Regions from separate parts of the Rattus norvegicus genome. Here region 2 is linked to region 1. Evidence: chromatin contacts called from public Hi-C data. All regions are on one chromosome and are shown on one strand. Each heading gives the region's core, a stretch centred on a gene start, on an enhancer-like site or on the middle of the called end of the contact. The rest is flanking DNA. Distances are from core to core; before and after follow the strand shown.

What was found. Hi-C and Micro-C count contacts between places; a contact is called where the count stands out from the background.
Region 2: a Hi-C map of hepatocytes shows a contact between it and region 1, with 2.0 times the contacts expected there. The contact joins the promoter of Leng8 here to the promoter of Ppp1r12c in region 1. A contact is called at or near these places in 2 of 12 Hi-C or Micro-C datasets (hepatocytes and mammary epithelial cells).

Annotation. Positions count from the first base shown.
Region 1 is chr1:78,358,746-78,364,670 of GRCr8, reverse strand. Ppp1r12c (protein phosphatase 1, regulatory subunit 12C) reads right to left here and starts at 1,743. Exons shown (of 22, transcript NM_001191946.2): 1 at 1,317-1,743. The coding sequence starts at 1,649. It overlaps Tnnt1 (troponin T1, slow skeletal type), which reads right to left. Exons shown (of 14, transcript NM_134388.2): 14 at 5,277-5,424. The coding sequence ends at 5,379.
Region 2 is chr1:79,122,097-79,128,257 of GRCr8, reverse strand. Leng8 (leukocyte receptor cluster member 8) reads left to right here and starts at 3,520. Exons shown (of 15, transcript NM_001037790.3): 1 at 3,520-3,625; 2 at 5,188-5,280; 3 at 5,906-6,077. The coding sequence starts at 5,243. Ttyh1 (tweety family member 1) reads left to right here. Exons shown (of 14, transcript NM_001106225.1): 12 at 88-133; 13 at 397-470; 14 at 607-2,082. The coding sequence ends at 435.

The DNA.
Region 1 (5,925 bases), core at 494-2,993:
ACTCTACAAACTAAGCTACATCCCGGGACGGATGGCTTCTGAGTGTTTTTTCTCTACCTGCATGCCCGAAAACTGAACCTGTCAAATACCATCCCTCTGTGTCCCATCCTCAGGCAGCAGGCTTCCCTTCCAGGATCCCCTCTGTTTCCACTAGACCACCATGGGATCCTAGAAAGGAGAAAAGAGGACAACCCAAGAGATGGAATTGCCATGAAAGAAGGCTGCTCACCAGAAGACTGACATTGGACCATCACTGAGACCAGGCTGGAGAACTGGGATGTAAGCTCTTGTGTGACTAATCTTGTCCTTGATCATCCTAACTGTGAATAAAAGCATCCTGAATCCAGAAGAACCCAAACAACACAAGATGATCCTGACTCTCGGGCACAGAGCACTGGAAAAAGTAATGTGTCCTGGATACCCAGGGTTTTAGTGGAATAGGTTCTATAGTCCTCTGGGAGGTGATAAGGTGGAAATTCAGGAGAGAGGGCATACTTTTTGAAGAAGGACGCTTCCCAAATAAAGTCTAAGAAATGAACCAAGGATAGATAAGGTGGCCTTGTAACTCCAGAAATGAGAAGGGCAGAGACATAAGGATCTGTGTTTGCGGCTGGCCTGGACTACATAGCAAGACCTTGTCTTAGGCAAAACAACAACAAAACAAAACAAAAGGAAAAGTGATCCTGCTCCTGGAAGAGCGAATGCCTACAAGTTTCCCCCAGAAGGCAAATAATGTGGACAGAGAAAGAGTTGAGGAGAAACCTCTTTAAGAGGTGGCAAGATCCCAAAAGGAGGGATGAAGAGATAATTTAATGAAGGACATGGGGTTGAGATAGGAGAAAAGATAAAGAAAGCAAGGGAAGACCCAACAGAGGAAGTGCCCTTTCAAGGAAACAACGTGATACACTGCCTAGAAGAGGAAAGACCATCCTGAGGCCGCAACGAACAGCACAAATCACAGGAAGAAGAAGAAGGCACAAAGATGGACCTTCAAAGAAGTGACACTGAAGGACCTGGGCCTAGTAAAGAGGAGGGTTATGTCAAACTGCAGGAGAACGAAACCTCAGGCCTGAGTCAGGAAAGACTGCAACACAGTCAAACAAGTACTAGCCAGGAAAGGAGAAACCGAGCCTGCGTGGGCACGGAAGTAAGCAATGCTGCAAAAGATGCACGGGAGAGATGACAGCACGAATGACAGAGAAGAGGCGGCCACAGAGCAGGCGGGATCCTCGGCGATGGCAGAGTCGAGGAAAGGTGGCTCAGAGCCGAGGAGGGAGGATGCCCGAGTGGTGAAGACGCGGGACGGGGGCGCTGACCTGGTGCAGGGCGCTGATGCCATCGGCGTTGGTAGAGTCGAGCACCGCACGGGCAGGCGGAGGGACAGCGGGGTCAGTCGCAGCGCCGGACCCGGGACCAGGATCCGCTGCACGCAGCATCAGGCGAGCCTCGTCCAGATCACCGCCTGCACAGGCCGCCAGAAACTCGGCGGCGCGCTCGAAGCGGACAGTGCGGGCACGCCGCTCCCCGGGGCCCGGGTCAGCGCCCGCCCGCGCCCCCCACTGCCGCAGCTGCTCCTGCCGCCGCTCACGGGCGGCCGCTGCAGCCGCCGCCGCCCCCGGGCCCGCTGCCGGGCCATCCTCGCCGGACATCGCGCCGGCCCGCTGCCCGCCCGCTCACCAAGCGAGCGAGCGAGCGAGCGAGCGCCGGGCGACGAACAGCCGCCACCCGCCCGCCCTGGGGGCCGCCGGGAACCGCCGCGCGACAAGCACCGCCCAGAAGCTCGCCCAGCCCCCGCTCGGTGTATTGACGTCACGCCGCTGGCCCAAAGCCCTCTGGGAAATGGAGTCCTGATTGAGACATTGCTGAGGGTGAGGGCCTAAAAAAAAAAAAAAAAAAATGAGCCTCGCATGGCGAGCTGGGAAGTGGAGTTTCTTCCCATTGAGGAGCCTCGCATAACGTGAACAAGATAGGTTAGAGAATGAGGCAGAAGGCAGGCCGCCAGGAGTACTTGGAAATGGGTTCTACGAACGGAAGTTTTCGCTAAACTCGCTATATCCTGAGGCATGTTTAGAAATCAGGAGCTGGAAGGGGTCGAATGAAAACAGTCAAAAGGCACGTCATCGATCCTAGCACTTGGGAGGCAGCAACAGACAAATCTCTGAGTTCCAGGACAGCCTGGTCTGATCCTGGTCCTGAGTTCCAGGACAATCATAGCCACACAGAGAAACCCTCTCGAAAAACCAAGAAGCAAAGAAAAAACTGCTTAAAGGAGGGCATGCCCCTTGGGAATGCTGGGAATCTGGGTAGAATAGCCGGATAGGTTACTGTGGCATGATGGGAAATGTAGTGTACTTTGTAAAGCGACTACCCAAAGGCGCATGGGAAATGATGGCGGATAGCGGATCCCGAGAGATACAGAAATAAAATTTGCATAATTTTTATGATTTGTTTTGAGATAGGATGGTCCTCGAACTCACTAATAATGCCCTTGAACTTCTGATCTTCCTGTCTCCATCTCCTATAGCTGGGATTACAGGAGTTTAGTTTTTTTTGTGGGTGGTTATTTTTGTTTTGAGGCAGGGTCTCACTACATAGCCCTGCCTGGCTTGAAACTCGTTATGTAGACCAGAATGGCCTCGAACTCACAAAACTCCGCCTCCTCCTTGCCTCTCGAGTGATGGAATTAAAGGAGTACCAACATGCCGGACTTGTTTTAGTTTTGAAACTGCCCCAACCCGTCGACTATAAATAAACTCGATTTGTTTTCTTTGAGCACCCCTAAGGTAGTCCTAACGACTCTGAGCCCGAGAGAAGGCAGTAAAAAGTATTTCGAATGAATGAATGGGCTCCCTATGGTATCAGGAAAATCAAGGGACCACGGGAAATTGAGTTCTCAAATAAGATTAAAGCCTGTCACCGCCAAACTCCTCTTATAACGTTGCGATAAAGTTCCCGTGCCAAGTTCAAGGAAATCAGATAACATGGGGCAAGCTGGGAAATGTAGTCTCAAGGCCACGCCTGAAAAGGGTTCAGCTCCAGACTTCCAAATATGTCTCAGAACCCAAGGTACCTAAGAAGTCAGTTTCCAGATCAAGAAAAAGCCTACGTTTTCTAGTGGTAATAATTCCCTGAGCATACTAGAAAGAGGACTCCCACACATAACCAAAACGGCCATATACAGCCTACCTAGGGCTGCAAAGTACACTAGGAATTATACACTCCTACACTCAGATTGTATCATGCTCTCCTGGCATGCAGGGATTTTGTAATCTAAAATGTGATGTTCCACTAGGTTTGAAAGTTTTACAATAGACCCAACAGATAAGCATACCTAATAAACACCTAATAAAAATAATGTGATCTTTCACATAATTTTCCCCAAAAGTCCATTTTCAAAAAGGATAAAAATCATTTTGAGACAGGAACAGTCGAGCAGAAACCTGTCAAAATTGGTATAGGGAAAACAAACGTTTTTCCTAAGGGACACTAACGCAGACCATCCACTCCACAATCCTTGGATTTATGCAGAGAAATAAGCCATAAAACCTCCAGGGCCTGGGAAACAATGATGATAAGTCCAAAAGGGTAATCCCATGATTTTTGAGATATGAGATACCTGAACCCTACCCTACACGCACACACGCACGCACACACGCACGCACGCATGCACGCATGCACGAATCCTTCTTCCCCAAGGCAAGAAGTCAGATATTTCCATCTTTGGGACCCACAAGGAAGGAGAGCACTGACTCCACAAACTGTCTCCGGTTTCCACTCACTGACCACGGCATTCGTGCACACCCTACTAAGACACACACTAATAGACGTGTTTGTTTGTTTTTTTAATATACCACTTCATAAAATAATCCACAAAGTAAGGCTACACCAGTGCACAGACAAGAGGTAAGACTATTTTTAGCCAGATTTGGTCTGGTTACTGTCCCGCCTCTCAAATTCTGGGATTCTATGCATGCTCCTACACACACCTTGAATGTGTTGTTTAAAACTGTCCTTGGAAGAGTTACTTACCTTATAAAAACATTTTAAGTCTAAGAGGCAATTGATTCTTCAGGGACACCTATGGCTGGCCTGTCTGTGTGACTATCATTACACTGGGTCTCCAAATGCCCATGACGAGAAGCATATCTTGAGATTACTCGTGTCCCACTTCCAACTAAGGAACAGAAAGAAACTCACTCCCGAAATGTAGTCCATACACTGCCATTAGAGGAGAGGATTTCATCCCAACCCCCAAAATCAGGTCACTTTTAAAAATGATTTATTAGGAATTTATGTTTGTCTTCACATACATGCAGGTACACAAGTACACCACTAGAGGGCATTGCATCTCCTGTAGATGGAGTTACAGGCTATTGTGGGCTGTCTGACATAAGTGCTGGGAATTGAGCTTGGGTCCTCTAGAAGAGCAGCAAAACTCTTAACTGTTGAGCCATCTCTCCTGCTCCAGAAGAACATCTTTTTGTTAATTATTACATTCATTTGCACATGTATGCTTATGTATGACAACACACATGGAGGTCAGAGGATAACTTGCAGAAGTTACTTCTTCCGTCCACATGAGTCCTGGAGATCTAACCCAACCCAGGTCATAGGGCGTGGCAGGATACACATTTACCTGCTGGGCTATGTCCTGGGTCCTAGAATCACATCTTATAGATCTATTCCTCTATCGACCCTGATCATTATTTTTGAAGAGGGGAGGGTGTTCGTTGGTTGTTTGTTAAAATGGGGTTTCTTGGTGTAGCCCTTGCTGCCTTGGAACTCACTCTGCAGACAAGGCTGGCCTCACACTCATGAAGATCTGCCTGCCTCTGTCTCCCAAGTGCTGGGTTTAAAGGTGTGAATACCGGGGTTGGGGATTTAGCTCAGTGGTAGCCCTGGGTTCGGTCCCCAGCTCCGAAAAAAAGAAAAAAAAAAAGAAAAAAAGAAAGGTGTGAATACCACCTGTATTGTCATTATTTTTTGAGACAGGATCTCATATAGCCCAGGGTGGTTTTGAACTCCCTCTGTAGCCAAGGGATGACCTTGAAATCCCTACCCTCCTGTCTCCAGCTCCCAAATGTTGGGATTACAGTTACTCACCATCATATCTAGTTTAAGCAGAACTGGAGATTTAACTCAAGGTGTCATGAGTGCCAGACAAACTGTACTCCCAGCCATGCGCTCAAAATCTCGTTAATGACAGTGGGTGACTCTCCCAGGCAATATGGAGATGTCAGTCAACCCACACAGCCAGACACATAATAACAACCCTGAAGAACTTGAACAGATGCCAGGGGACCCTTTATTTTGAGTTACAGATGGGACACACTCTGGTGGCTCCTGGGCTCCACACAATGGGACATGTCCTGGCAGTCTCACTTCCAGCGGCCTCCAACTCGACCCTTCCCAGCCCCCTTTCGGCTGTGGGAGAAGAAGGTGGTGTCAGGAAGAGGTTCTGAGCCTCCAAGATAAGCTTAACACAGCATCTTTAAAATTCAGGAAGTCCACCAAATACCCACCCCCACTCAGAGGAAGTCAGGAGCAGAGGCCAGCAGTGCAGTACTGGGCACTGAGTCAGGGCCTCTCCCATGCTAAGTAAGTACTCCACCACTGAGCCACAAACCAGGCCTCCTCGCTGGGGGATTCTGGGCAGGGGCTTTACCTCTGAGCCACACCCTTAGTCCCTCACTGGGGATTCTAGATCTACCACTGAGCCACAACCCGGCTGAGTGCAGCTCTCTCAGATAATGCCCGGTAAGTGGTTGGTGGTCAGGTGGGAGTTGACTTTCATGGGTTAGTTCACAGAGAACTCATGCAAACTTATAAGGGGTAAAAGAAGGGTTAGCTAGAGGTCGTGACATGCAATGGGGCTCAGGGAGGCTGGAAGAGTACAGAAAAGGCTAGAAAAAGAAACAGACTGAG
Region 2 (6,161 bases), core at 2,271-4,770, 760 kb before region 1:
CAGTACCCAGGGCCACTGATGGGGATGGGGCAGCCTCCTGATTGGTTTCCATCCTGCTTCTCTGCCACTCCCCACATCACACTTCAGTGATGACTACGATGACACAGACGATGACGACCCTTTCAACCCTCAGGTATAAACCCTCCTCTGAAGGGAAGAGGACTGGGGCCTGGGATCCTGGGTCTAAGAGAAGAAAAAATGAGTATTGCATTCCTAGGTCTGGGAAGAGAGAAAATGAGACCAAACCTCTGGTCTGAGATCCTATGGGAAGAGGGATGAGTCTTGGGCGTGAGGGAGGAGGTCTGGGGTCTAGATCCTGGGCCTGAGGGAAGAAGGAAGGGCTCCACAGTCCACAAGAGATTCTGTATGTCTTTTCTGTCCCTGTTATCCTGCCAGGAATCCAAGCGCTTTGTGCAGTGGCAGTCTTCCATCTGAGCCCCCCTGCCAGTGTGGCCTGCCTCTCCTCTTTGGTAAGCTTCAAGTACCGTCATGTGCAGTTGGGTCTTGGATCTCCCCTACAGTTGTAGTAGCTCTCTTATGCTGGGTGGGTGTCCACGGGAGTATCTCCTGCCAATGTCAGCTCTTCATCTCTCCCTCTTTCTCTAGCTCCTTTCCTTGGCTGCTGGAGAAGGCCCCACTAACCTGACCTTGGCTGGGCTCTGACCATTAACACTGCTGGCTATGGACACCTCACATAGGATGACATCCTGTTCTGGCCCTAACACTCCCCCATTCCCATTTCTCCTTAGCACAGGTGGTTGCTGGGGTGGCACAATAGAGACCAGGGCTGTCTGGGAAGGGAGCTGACCATACAGCGTGGTGTTCCTCACCTCCGGGTACCAGCCCTGTCCTTGGAGGGATAAAGCTGGACACAGGTGCAGGCATGGCCATTTCCTGCCATATGCCAGTGATCTCAACTGATGGCACTAACTTGGAAGAGGGCGGATTTGAAATAAAAGGGAAGACTTTATTTTACAAGTACCTAGGTCCTTCTTATCACCCCTGCCCCAATCCTGGAGAAAGAAGTCTTGACTGGGCTAGGGGACTCCTCTGGTGTTTGAAAGGCAACTCTCCTCTTGTCCAGGCTCAGCACTGCTTTGCTTCTGAAAGTCACGTGTGAATCCTGACAAGGGGGAAGAAGCAGATCCCAGAAGAGAGTAAGCCTAACACTAAATTAAACATGCGTGCATCCACAGGAAGAGTCAACCTTCCAGTCACGTGGAATGTTCAAAGCCTGCTGGGATTAGGAACGGTGTGGAATCGAATCAACTTGCTTCCTAGCAGCTCATATCCTACACAAGAACGTCAGAAAACTAACGCTTGTTTCAGGATAGGGACAGAAATCTTCAGAGAGAAGTAGAATATTTGCTCGTAATGCTACCACGGTGATGTAAAGGGAGAAGGTTTAAGGAAGATAATATAAATCCAGACAGGAAAAGATGAGGCAATCATCAAGTTGTCAAGTAAAAACAAACATGGCAGAGTCAAAAGGGAAATTTATTGTCTGGGGAACAATTCCTATGTAGTTCTTATTTGTTAAAAAAAAAAAAAGTAGCACACATGACAAAGGAAAACATTGTTGTTAATAGATAAACATAATTCAAAAAGCTTCTATTATCTAACAAAAAACAGACCAACTCAATTTAGTAATAAGTAACTGAGATGAACGTACAAGGAAACAAAATCCCCAAGACAAAGGATAAAACTGGGGATTTTTGGTTTTCATTTTGGTTTTTGGTTTTTTGAGACAGGCTTTCTTTGTAATAGACCTGGGTGTCCTGGAACTCTTTGTAGACCAGGCTGGCCTTGACCTCACAGAGAACAGCCTGCCTCTGCCTCCCTAGTACTGAGATTAAAGCATGTATCACCATATCACCAGCTAAAATGTTCAAGTTCTAATGATTAGCAAACACGATGTGCTACTTTCCCCTTTCTAGTACCTACTTGTTGTGGACTTTAAAGTGGGGTGTTGGCTGGTGCTAGTCTGGAGGCTCAGGGAAAAAGTTCTCTGAATATGCTGCTCAGAGGCGGTGAATCACCAGCTATGTGAAAATAATAATTAAAACAAACAAACAAAACAAAACCCTGCTCACATCTCTTAACCTGGTAATCCTTTGGGGCACAAGCTTCCAGTAAGAGATGAACAGGCAACCCTTGGCTCAGTTAAACCCTGGAGACAGAAATGTTCACAAAAGGAAGAACAGTAATGTAGAGCAGGATCCTCAAGTTCACAGTGGCAAGTGGGGTACAGAGGCACCAGGGGTATCCCTGGCCCTGTGCTGGTTGGAAGCCTCTGGGTCCTAGACCTGGCACCACTATGTTAATGTGGACAAGTTATCTGACTGGTTGAACCTCAGTTGAATGGTGAAGCAAATGGGTATCATAAATCCAGAAAACAGCTCTTGACATGATAGGTAATAAGCAGGATAAATGCAGCATGATGTTCTGGGTTACATTCTGGTGCACAGAAAACATTAGTAGGAAAAGTACCCACTTCTAAAGTCTGCGGCTTAGTTCAGAGTATTAAAGCAATGTCAATTTCTTACTTTTAACAAATAAACCATGGTGAATTCGAGGTGTGGAATCTAGCAATAGGGGAAACTGGGCAGTGTGCTCAATTCCTGTATTACCTTTGCAATTTTTATTTCTGTAAACTTAAATTTATTCTAAAATAAAAGTTCATTATAAAAAGGAGATGGGAAGAAACCTACCAACCTAACACTAGCAAATGATACAAAATTAACCAAGTGTTGTTTCATTACCAAAAGTTGCTTGTACAATGTGAGACCAGAAATTGGTCTATAAGGTACTGTCTCATAGATTATTTAACCGGGGATCCCAAATTGGACTGCACAATTCAATCACTCTCACTGTAAACCGTGGGCTTTAAGTGGCAGCTCACACTTTACATTTCATAGGAAGGAGGCGGATTTCTGAGTTCCAGGTCATCCTGATCTTAACAGATACAGTTCTGCCAGCTGCCTCTCTGTCCTGTCCATATCTCACCATCCCAAAACCCTACAGGATACCTTTCCAGCGTCACGGTTCAGTGGCTACTCCCATTCCTCAAACGACGCGTTTCCCGCTTCCTTTGATTCGCACTCGCTATTCCCACGCCAGGTGCGCCATTCCAATTTTATTCACTAAACAAGCTTTCCAAGGGAGGATTCATCTTTATGCCTCTTCTCTCCACCCAATTTGTTTTTATCGTCATAGCGCAGGGCGCAGTCTCACAACTCCTGTTCCTATTATTTTACACTTGAGGGCCTATTGACTACTGTAGATTGAGTCAAAACTAGCCTATTGTGTACACGTACGAGAGACTGGGAGGGCTCGCGGTTCTTGTCCCCACGGGGCTACCGTCTAAAGCCAGCTTCCGGCTTGCCGACAACGCCCACACGCGATTGCGTCGCGGGACGAGTGGAGGACGGTTCAAACCCAGCGGTGACTTCTATTGGCTGTGCGCGACACGAGGCGGGGTCGGACGTCCTTGTAACGTCATCACGCCGCGGTCCGGACGTTCGAGCCCCAGTCTAGAGCCCGCCGGTGACTGAACGCACTCTTGGTTGTCTTGTATCTTCTGCTTTGGGCCGCCGGCAACGAATCCCAGGAGCGAGTGGTTCTAGTGAGTGTGGGTATTGGTGGGAGGCCTGGCAGGCGAGCACAGGAACTCTTTCGGGTTCCGTACTCCGCGAGCCCTGGCCTGTTTGGTGAGGCCAACCGACGCCGCGCCCTGCGTCTGTAAAGGGTGTGGCTGCCGGAGCGCCGTCGCGCATGCGCGCTGGGTGGGCGAGGGGGAGCGCTTCTTTGCGCGTGCGCGTCCGCTTCCGCTCTGCCACAGACCCTGGGAACGCTGCGGGCCCTAGTACCCTAGACGCTCCCCTTGCGGCCCCATTGACCCGCTGTTACGCCGGCCTCCCTGTTGCCTGGGGCAACCTAGAGAGGCCACCCTCGCAGCCTGGTGCGCAGGCGCGGCCGGGCCGGTGGCTGGCCGCAGGGACAAGGGAGGTCGCTTGAGTTCAGGGCGGCCTCAACTTCCACCTAGCGTCGTGGACCCCATGCCTGCGGGACAGCCAGGTGCTGTTGAACTTACAGTTCATGTTGTCCTCGTCCATCTGACCCTTTCCCTCAGGCCTCCTCCTAATACCAATTAGTAACCCGAGGCTCTCTTATCTGCTTCCCTAGTTAGGACCCCTTGACTCCACCCAACGTTTTTGTTTTTGTTTTTAAGGCCTTTGAGACCTGTCAGTGCTCCTTAGACTTCCTGTAAGATTTCGGGTTCTCCAGTAGGCTTCTTTGATGTAAATCTTAACTGTTGTTTGGACTGCTCCAGCCCTATTTCCAAAGTGGTCCTTCATATTTTTTTTATGGTATTCGCCTCACCCCTAATAGTTTATTAAGAATGTTGCGCGCCTCCCACAATTTCGTCAAAGTTTTATCTGCAGACACCTTACTTGAGTAATTGCCACTTGTTTTCCCCCTAACCAACTCCTGCTCCTAGGAACATCCCATACAAGTCTCTTCTCTGTCCTCTGGAGACTAATTGATTAAGTCTGGTAGGTGCTGACAGCCAGTGACTTAAAATAGGGGGAGTCTCCCGCTCCTGCTCACTGGGACATCCATAGATTACCTTTTTCTTTGAAAACTTTGTTTTCCAATGTTCTCCCAGTCTCAGTCCCTTACTCTTCAGTGTGTCCCCAGAGGCGGCTTTCTTGCCAAGCTTCTTCGGTAGCTAGTACTTTAGTCACTGGTAGTTACACATCGGAGAGCCGCCTTCTTGCTATATCAATATACTAGGGGATTCTCTTGATTTCCTGTCCAGGACTGGTTTCTGCATCCATCACTTGAGCCAGGTTTCCCTCACATCCACACAGAATGTAATGCAAGTTTTAGTTTCTTTGTTTTCATTTTCATATCCCACAGTTTAGTCTTAGAGCCTTCCAAGGGAGGTCTTTTCCTTTCATGCTCAGGTCTCTTCATTCCACACTAGGAATTGATTCTCTCTGATTCTTTTGGCTGTTTGTTTTCGAGACAGGATTTCAACATGTAACCCAGATAAGTGTTGAACTCCCAGCAATCACCACACTTGGATTCTTTTCCATTCTTTACCAGTGTTCCCTTCTGAGATACCCTCCCTTTCCAGCCTAGCTTCTCTTGGGTCTTCCTGATTCATCTCTTTTCTTCTAGGCAGTGAAAAAGCAGTCTGGCTCCCGAGGTCTACTCCCTACACCCCAAGGTCCAGATGGCGGCCAACGTGGGTGATCAGCGCACTGCAGACTGGTTAGTAGGGGTAGGGGAACATAGCCCATTGAGGAGGACAAAGAGGAACAAGAAGACACAGTGGGACCTTGTACAGCTTGGGGGAAGAAATGCACATTCTGGGGGCTGGGATGGAGGGGCAAGCTTCCCCTTTGAGTTTTTCTATGTTTGTGAATTTGGGCATGTGTGGGTGTGAGTAAGTGTGTGTCACCCGTGCTCATCAAGGTCAGAAGAGGTATCAGATTCCTTGGACCTGGAGTTACAGGTGGCTGTGAGCCGTCTGACATGGGTGTTGGGAACAGAATCTGTGACAATGCAAGACTACTAAATGCTCTTAAACACTGAGCTACCTCTCCAGCCCCCTCTTTCTGACCATTTTTCTTTCCTTTTTTTTTTTTTTAATTTTTTTTCATTGTTGGCCATATCAGGATTTACTGGCTTATAAAAAACAGTTCTCCTAAGGTCATGTTTAAAGTTATGTACATATTGGTCAGCCTTCTGTTTGATTGGTTATGTGCTACCTTCAGCTTGGGCTGTGGTGAGAAGGGAGTTTAGCTCTAGAATTCAAGCCTTGGGTTTGCTTTCCCTCCCGAACTTTGTCTACCTGTATACAGTGGGAGAACATAGCTCTGATTCACTTTTACAGGTCTTCTCAGTACAGCATGGTGGCTGGGGCCAGCAGAGAAAATGGAATGGAGACTCCTATGCATGAGAACCCAGAGTGGGAGAAGGCCCGCCAGGCCCTGGCCAGCATCAGCAAAGCAGGGGCTGCCAGCAGTTCCAAAGCCAGTAGCAGTGGGCCTGTGGCCAGTGCACAAGTGAGAATGGAATGCAGGATTTGGGAGTACCTTAGGGAGTCTGTAAACATGTTTTCCTATTAACTAAATCTGATGAAGTGAAAA